Linked DNA regions of Sus scrofa: region 2 is linked to region 1. The links are chromatin contacts, called in public HiChIP or PLAC-seq maps. All regions are on one chromosome and are shown on one strand. The core of a region is the stretch at or near the end of the contact, and the rest is flanking DNA. Distances in the headings are between cores, read along the strand shown.

Region 1 (3,886 bases), core at 344-2,843:
CAAACAAAAAACTTAAAAGGGAAGCATTTTCTTGGTTAAAAGTCATTGTGTTCAACGCATTTCCTCACAATTTCTGATACAGATGAAGAATAGCCTGCAGGATGTTCCTTACCGCTGCCATGCCTGCTAAATCAGCCAGCTCGGGTTTATTCTGAGTATTTACTTCATTTGCAAAGACACGTGTGTGTGTGTGTGTGTGTGTGTCTTTATTCCTCACTCTCCCTAATCTCTGTTCCTTTTTTTTTTTTTTTTTGTCTTTTTAGGGGTGCACCTGAGGCATATGGAGGTTCCCAGGCTAGGGGTCTCCGTTCCATTTTATACATCACTAGAACCTACACCAGGGGCACAGGGCAAGAGAGGAAGCCCATTTATCTAAACCATTCTGATATATGCTGCTTTCATTTTTGAAACCAGGAGCTCAAATGATTATCTGTGAATGTGATGAACTATGCCTTGCTCCACAACCACACGTAAACCCAAACTGGTTACATTCTGGGGAAGCAAAATGTCTTCTCTGCCTTCTCCCTGCTTAAATGACCTCATTCCCTTTGAAGCAGCAGCCCCTCATCTGACCCCTGTAGAGAGGGACATGAGTGAACTTCACTTGGGGAGAATTCCCAGGCTGCTGCCCACAGTCTAACTCTGCCCCCAAAGATGGATGCATTCAGTCTTGCCTTAAATACAAATACTTTCGCTGCTGTCATGGACCTTTCCCACAGGTTTGGGGTTTTTGCTTTTTTTCATTTTTGGCCGCCCCATGACATATGAAGGTCCCGGGCCAGGGATCAGATCTGAGCCGCCGCCTCGACCTAAGCTGCAGTTGAGGCCACACAGCATCCTTAACCCACTGTGCCAGGCCGGGGATTGAACCCACATCCCAGTGGTCCCAGGACGCCACCACTCCCAATGCACCGCAGCAGGAGCTCCACAGGGCTTATTTTTTAATGTTCATTATCTCATTGCTATTTTCTCCAGATTTCCCATATCATTCTCAACATCTCAAACTCCCAACTGGAATGCAGAGTCTAGCACAGACCGTCTTACAGCCTGGTGTAGAATCACTCTCTTTCCAGTTCCTGCGGGGGTCCCCTTTCCTCTGCAGAGCCCAGAATTCCAGTGGCTGTCCACGCACAGGCTAGACTTGCCAGCCTGCAGAGCGGCTGCTGACTCATGCTTACTTTGGGAGCTGCTAGGACCCCCGGCTCTTCTTCTCCTCTTCCGCTGGGACAGCCACCACCCACCTCAGAGAGCACTCCGCCCGTCACCTCCTGGGGCCTCAGTGCTGCCCGGATGAGAAGTCGCCCACAAGCCTGCACGCCTTACCCCACTCTGCCCCTGCCCCGGCCCACCTGGAAGACATCGTTGGCACACTTGCGGCAGAGGTTGTGCTGGCAGGGCAGGATCACCACTGGTTTGGAGAACATCTCCAGGCAGATGGGGCAGATGAGCTGCTTCTCCAGGTTGTCCATGCTGTGTGCATCCCCCAGCAGCGGCTTGAAACCCACTGTGAAGTTCATCCCCTCGGCGATCGTGCCTGCCTTGGCCTTGGCCCTGGTCCTGGCCTTCCCTCACTGCCTCTGGACCCTTCCTCGCTAACTTCAGACAATCTGCGGACTCTTCGGCTCCCTTCTGCTGCTCAGTCCTGAAATAGCTCTGCTCTCTCTATCGTCCCTTCCTCTAACAATTTCTCTCGTCCTTAGATAGCTGTTTGCAGATGCTTCTCTGTCTCTCCTTAGTCTCTGCTCTGAACCCCAGCCAGGCACATGCAGCGTTTCCTAGCCCTCCGTCCCTGAAGGACTCTGTCCCTGGAAATTTCTCCTTTTGTTTTCCAGACGACTCTTGTCCACTCTATGGGCAGCACTGTTTGTCTCTCGCTCCCCAGAGAGGAGATTAATTTTAACGTGGGGGTGGGGAATGAGGGGCAGCTCTGTGTGACATTCCAACTCCCGATTTAGCTCATGTAAGGCGAGCCACAGCTGTCACCGAGTGAGTGACCCTGACTCACTCAGGAATGGGTGACGCCCTTGAGCAAGAGCAGGGGTGGCGTCACTGCTCATGGTGGAAGGTGGGACCACAAGGTGCTCTCCCTCGGAGGGCTCCTGTGAGCCCCTGACGCCTGAGCTCTGGCCCAGGCCCCCTTTCCAGGGCAGTGACACAGAATCTGAATCAGGTGGTATGAGAGCCACCACACATGGCGGAGGGTGGGAAGAAAGATCTTGCCAGACCTCCAGCCTGTCGGTGAAGGTTTCTGCCTCCGAGGCTTAGCCAGTGACCTTGGCCTCTTCCTCTGAACCCCATGACTCAGAAGAAAGGCACCAGAGATAAAGAGAGAGGCTCTGGCCCAACACTTATGGTCCATTTTTGTTCTCGCCCAGACTTTTCTTATATCCCCTAGAAAAAGAAGCCCAGGAGGCTGGAGCTGACAGGTGCGCCAGAGCCTAGAAGGACCTTGTGTGCATGCTCCGAGAGCGTGTGGGTTCTGGTCCATGAACCCATCCCTGGAGCCACTCCAAGGACTTTAAATTTGTTAGGAAATCGAGAGAAGCTGGACTGGACAGAAAGGACCTGGATGCCAGGGACCTATTTTGGGCACCAGAGGAATCAGTCTCCAGGGAAATGTTAGAACACTGACAAAGTCATGAGCACAGTGTTCTGGGAAGCCGAAGCCTCTGTCCCGGCTCGGCAGGTTCCCTGGACGCCGGCTTCCCGCTCCTCTACCTTCCCCGCCTCCTTCTTCTCCATCCCAGGTACCATCTGTCTTTGGGGGACCCAACACAGGCGCTGGGATTGGACAAAAGCTCTTTTATTCACAGACGTGCCTTAGCCCGTCTCCCAGGCCAGCGAGAGACGTTGGAGGAGTTACTAGGCCCTGACCCTGCCTGGATGCAAAATGGTGTGACGAGGAGGCACGCGTGGCGAAAGGGTCTGTCAAAGGTGGCTCTTGACCCTGTCACCCAGTTCGTGCCCCTGTTTCAAGACCAAAACATACAGTGATCAGCCTACAAAGGCTGGAGGTAGGCAGGCCCAGATGTGTGAACCTCAGTCATCCCACAGGCCCCAGGCTAAGGTGCTTTGCTGGCAGCTGCAGTCCAGGGAGGATCCGGAGGTAATGCCACATGCGTTGGCACCAGACGAAGGTGAGACCGGCCCCCAGCAGGGTGTATGCACTTAGGAAGGACTCTAAGAGTTCGTGGTACACAGAGTTGCAACAAAGGAGGATTAGCTGGTACAGCAGCTCTGGGACGGCATCCACCCGCCTTGGTTATCAGGATCTTGATGGAGATGTGGCAAGCGGCTGATGGAGCAGCTGACACTGGCTCAAATCCCAAGGAAGGCCCAGGAAAAAGCATGCTCTGGAAAGGACTATCACCACTGCCCAGGACCTTGTAAGGACAGGGATAGGAGGGCCACTCTAAAAGATGAAAATCAGGGCTGGAGCTAAAAAGGAGAGGATCTGGGCCACCATGCAGGGCCAGGGGCCGTGATCCCATCAAGAAGAAGGCAGCATCCTCACTGGGATGGATGCCATCCGAAGATGGGATTTTTTTACAAGAAGAGCAAATCAGGGGCAATGTCAGGACAGGGCTACTTGCTCCTCTCTTCACCGAGTCCAGCTGACTGAGCAGCAAAGGGCACCCTTGCTGGGTTAGCACCTAGGGGCAGAAGGCGTTGGAATCTTATTAATGAGAAAGAATGATCACCCGGAATTTGTTTTTCCTTTTTTCGGTTGTCCCATAGCATATGGAATTCCCAGGCCAGGGATCAGATCAGAGTTGTGGCTGCAACCCAAGCCATAACTTCAGCAATGCTGGATCCTTAGCCCACCATGCTGTGCCAGGAATCGAACCTGCATCCCAGTGCTCCCAAGACACTGCCAATCCCGTTG
Region 2 (4,144 bases), core at 411-2,910, 150 kb after region 1:
TTGAGTTCTCCATTAATTACATCTTTGGTCAAACAGCTCAGTAGCGCAGAAAAAGGTGCTAATAAATTGAATCACAGATTTATGTGGATTAGTTTCATTATAACTCTAGTGAAGTGTTTCTTGACTTATCCCTGAGAATTAGTGAGATGCCATTAGTCACTGTGGATGAATCAATACCAATTCATTACCATGCTGGACAATTCAAGCTGCATGTCCTCAGAGCACCCAGAATGATACTTTCCCTGCATTTTAACCAGTATTTGAAAATCAAGGAAGGCTTTGGAGTGTGAAGTGGCAGAGGTCTCTGACCTCTGTGTGGCTGACTGCAAGCAAAGGAAAATGTTAATGACAGCTCTGTTCTGAAATGACTGACTTTCCAAATCACACAAATAAGATTTACAGGGTATTGTGATGTTTGGATTTTTAAAATTGTTTTATTAAGGGAGGTGTATTTTATAAACAATATACAGGATGTATAAAGCTCTGAAAATACAGAAAAGTTTAGGTAACATTAAATTTCCTTATGCATCTTTTTAAGGGCTTGATTCAATAGTTTCTTATTAGACTTAGCTACCTAGAACTGAGTTTAATAAAATTAAGATTTAGATTTTTCTGGATATGTAAATTACGTATTTTATAGATTTTGTTTGTTTGGTCATGCCTGTGGCATGTGGAAGTTCCCAGGCCAAGGATCAAACCCACACCACAGCAGCGACCCAAGCCACTGCAGTGACAATGTGGGATCTTTAACCTGCTGCACCACAGGGGAACTCCTAAATTATATCTTTTATGTAAATTTCAGTGAGAATAAAATCTCCAAGTTCATCAAAATTGTCTTCTTCAGATTTCCCTATTGCGCTATATGCGGAAAGCCTAGAACTTAAAACAGGACTGCGTGAGCAAGGTCAATCAGGATTATCCATTGGTCCTGAGCTAGGCAGGGAACCTCTGCCAGTCCTTAAGAGAGGTGAGGTCCTACTAAGCTGATGGAGTGATGCTGGGAGTTAAACACAACCCCACAGACCGGTTCCTTCATTCAGTGCAACTAATGAGAAACTCAGCTAGACTGGCTAAAAAGAAAAGTAAATGTGCGTAACTCCCGGACACTTTGAGGATGCCTTCCACCCCGCCTTTCTGCAAGTGTTTGTCCGCATCAGAGGCAGTAGCATCCCTCCGATGCCTGAAAGGCCCAGCTGACATGGGACGTACACAGAGAATCTAAGCAGGCAAAGAACCAACTCTCCATTAGGTGATAATTGCAAAGCAGAGCCTGGCTGGAGCACGGGGCAGGAGTAGTCGTGGGGTTGGGGCGTCCAGTTTCACCTGAGGCCGGATGACTCAACCAAGCCACCTCCTACAAAGGGCTTGAGCCCCTTGCTGGAAGCTGACCGCTAGACTCGAATAATCCAAACCCACCGGCGAGAGCTCTGGACCCGCACCTACCTGGGGCACCCATGTCCAGTAGTAGCCCAAGTAGAGGACAGCGCCAAGACCCAAAAGCAGAGAGAAGAGCTCTGTCCAGCTGTTATTCTGTGGGTTCAGGGAAGAGCTCAGCATCTCGTTGCTGGATTTCGCCTGCCAGGTTCTTGACTCGCTCCAGCGTCTGAATTTCGATTAGTCAGCCTGCAGGTGCTCGCGGGGATCCGGGCCCCGCCCACCGCGTACCCGGCGTCGGGCGTGGTGAGGGGCGGCGCTAGGGCGTCCCGGCGGTGGCGGGCTGCCCCAGGCCCCTGCGCCGGGCAGATCGTAGCGACTTGCGAGCGGCCTCCCAGCCTGCGGCCGGGGTCTCGTGCCTTTGCGCCTCCGGCTTCCGCGTCGAGGTCGCCGGCGCTGCAGCCTCTCGTAGGGCCCAGCGGGCTCCCCCACAGCCGCCATCTTGGTGAGGGGCAGCAGCCCCCTCTTTCCTCCAAGCCCGCCCCGGCGCGGAGAGTCAGGCAGCCTGGCCAGAGGCCCCCAGCCCCTCGGTCACACACAGGACACAGCCACTCACACAGTGACGCCCCTCCAGGCCCACAGTGTTCAGCCACTCACAGTGGTCCTCACGCACTGGACACAGTCATTCACACTGTGACACGTACTGTGATACTCAGTAGGTTTCAGCTACTGAGTGAGAAGCATTCCGCACAGAGTCACACACACATAGGTTAAAGTCACTCTTAGAGTGTCACTCCAGGATGGCTCCTAGAATCCCTGTCACGAGTACAACAGATACTTGCTCATCAGCCACTCTGTACCAGGCACTTGGGATGCTGTTCCTGTCTTCACTGGGATACGGAAACAGGTAAGTAACCTACTAGAGCAGTGGCTCTCAACCTTGACTCAAGATTGGAATGTCTGTGAGTTTTTAAAACTACGAGTGCCCAGCCACCCTGCACCTCCCCCCACCACATAGTTGGTCTGGAGAGGCACCTGGCTATTAATATCATTTAAAAGCTCTCTGGGGAGTTCCCATCATGGTGCAGGGAAATCAATCCGACTAGGAATCTTGAGGTTGCGCGTTGGATCCCTGGCCTCGCTCAGTGGGTTAAGGATCCAGCGTTGCTGTGAGCTGTGGTGTAGGTCGCAGACCTGACTGGGATCTGGCATGACTGTGGCTGTGGCCAGCAGCTACAGCTCCGATTAGACCCCTAGCGTGGGAACTTCCATATGCCGCAGGTGTGGCCCTAAAGACAAAAAGACAGAAAAACAAAAACAAAAAACACAAACTCTCTGGAAAACTCAAATGTGTAATCAGGGTTGAACCCCTGGAATAGAGCATGATGCTAAAGGAAGTACTAGCTGCACTGAGAGCCCTGGGGAGTGTGTCCAGGCCTCATGGGTCAGTAGAAGCTTTTCCACAATGCAGGGTGCTAACCACTACAAGATCACACCTTTTTTTTTTTTTTTTCTTTTTTCTTTTTTTCTTTTTAGGGCCATACCTGCAGCATATGGAAGTTCACAGGGCCAGGGGGTTGATTTGGAGCTGCAGCTGCTGGCCACAGCCACAGCAACACCAGATCCAAGCCTTGTCTGCAACCTTCACTGAAGCCCATGGCAACGCGGGATCCTCAACCCACTGAGCAAGGTCAGGGATTGAACCCACATCTTCATGGATACTAGACAGGTTCATAACCCACTGAGCTACAACAGGAACTCCTGAGAAAGTTTTTCCAGATGTTAAATGACAAGACATTTAAGATGAAATCAAAAATATCCCTAGGAGTTTCCACAGCAAGGTGGAGGAAGGGAGAGCATAGCTGTTCCAGGAGAGGGAACAGCACAACCAAATCCTGGATGCGAGAGAAAGAAATTTGGTGTTTCTAGGGCATATGAGGTGGTCAAGAACCAGGTTGTGGGCAGCCGCATAAAGGATGTTAGAATTTATCCTAAACGTGGAGGAAAGCTATCCAAGAATTCTGTGAAGGAGTGGGTGACATGATCAGAGTTACGTTTTAGAGGAATCATTCAGGCTACTCAGAGAATGGATTGGAGAAGGATGAGAATGGAGGCCAATTAGGAGGCTGTTAACGGAACTTAGGCGGGGACCGTGACCACTTGGACTGGGGGCAGCTCAGGAGAGGAGTGAAGACAGGAGGCAGAATTGATAGAACTTGGGAGTATGTTGGAGGTGGGGGAAGAAGGAGGAATGACGAGTGACCCCCAGGTTTCCGACAGCACAGGTTCAAGGATGCATAATGGTGCTTAACCCTGGGATACGGGAAGCGGGGGTGGGGAGAGGAGGTTTTGAGGAGGAAGATGATGCATTCTGACTCTGACACATAGAGGCTGGGGTGCTGGTAGGTATTCTAATTGTATTGTCTTTGATTCTGAATTTGTCTATTTGGCATCCATTAATCACCAGGCTAAACTAAGAGCTATCATTGTTCACATCTCCCCTGTAATCCAGAGGCCATACTCTGAACCACTTCCTTTATCCACCTCTCACACACCAAACCAGTATTTCCCCTGTCCTAAATCAACCCAGGGCAGGGACCAGACAACTAAGGACAGTACCTATTTCCCAAAGCCCTCTGAAGTTATTCACACTAGCCAGCCCTGAACTGTTTCGCTACCCCAGCTTGCTTTCCTAGCTTGATAAAGACTGCGACTTTGCCTTCTCCTTCTCCCTTCCTGCCTTTTGCCCTATACTGATGCCACCCTCTGT

What was found. HiChIP or PLAC-seq counts read pairs in DNA pulled down with a chosen protein or histone mark.
Region 2: an H3K27ac HiChIP or PLAC-seq map of skeletal muscle shows a contact between it and region 1. The contact joins the promoter of ABHD1 here to the promoter of TRIM54 in region 1. A contact is called at or near these places in 1 of 5 promoter capture datasets (fetal skeletal muscle), 4 of 47 Hi-C or Micro-C datasets (mesenteric adipose tissue, omental adipose tissue, retroperitoneal adipose tissue and 1 more) and 1 of 2 datasets of contacts at active chromatin or transcription factors (skeletal muscle).

Annotation. Positions count from the first base shown.
Region 1 is chr3:111,850,875-111,854,760 of Sscrofa11.1, forward strand. TRIM54 (tripartite motif-containing protein 54) reads right to left here and starts at 1,594. Exons shown (of 9, transcript NM_001244359.1): 1 at 1,350-1,594. The coding sequence starts at 1,517. DNAJC5G (dnaJ homolog subfamily C member 5G) reads right to left here. Exons shown (of 6, transcript XM_021087695.1): 6 at 2,705-3,653.
Region 2 is chr3:112,000,467-112,004,610 of Sscrofa11.1, forward strand. ABHD1 (protein ABHD1) reads right to left here and starts at 1,661. Exons shown (of 9, transcript XM_005662672.3): 1 at 1,444-1,661. The coding sequence starts at 1,557.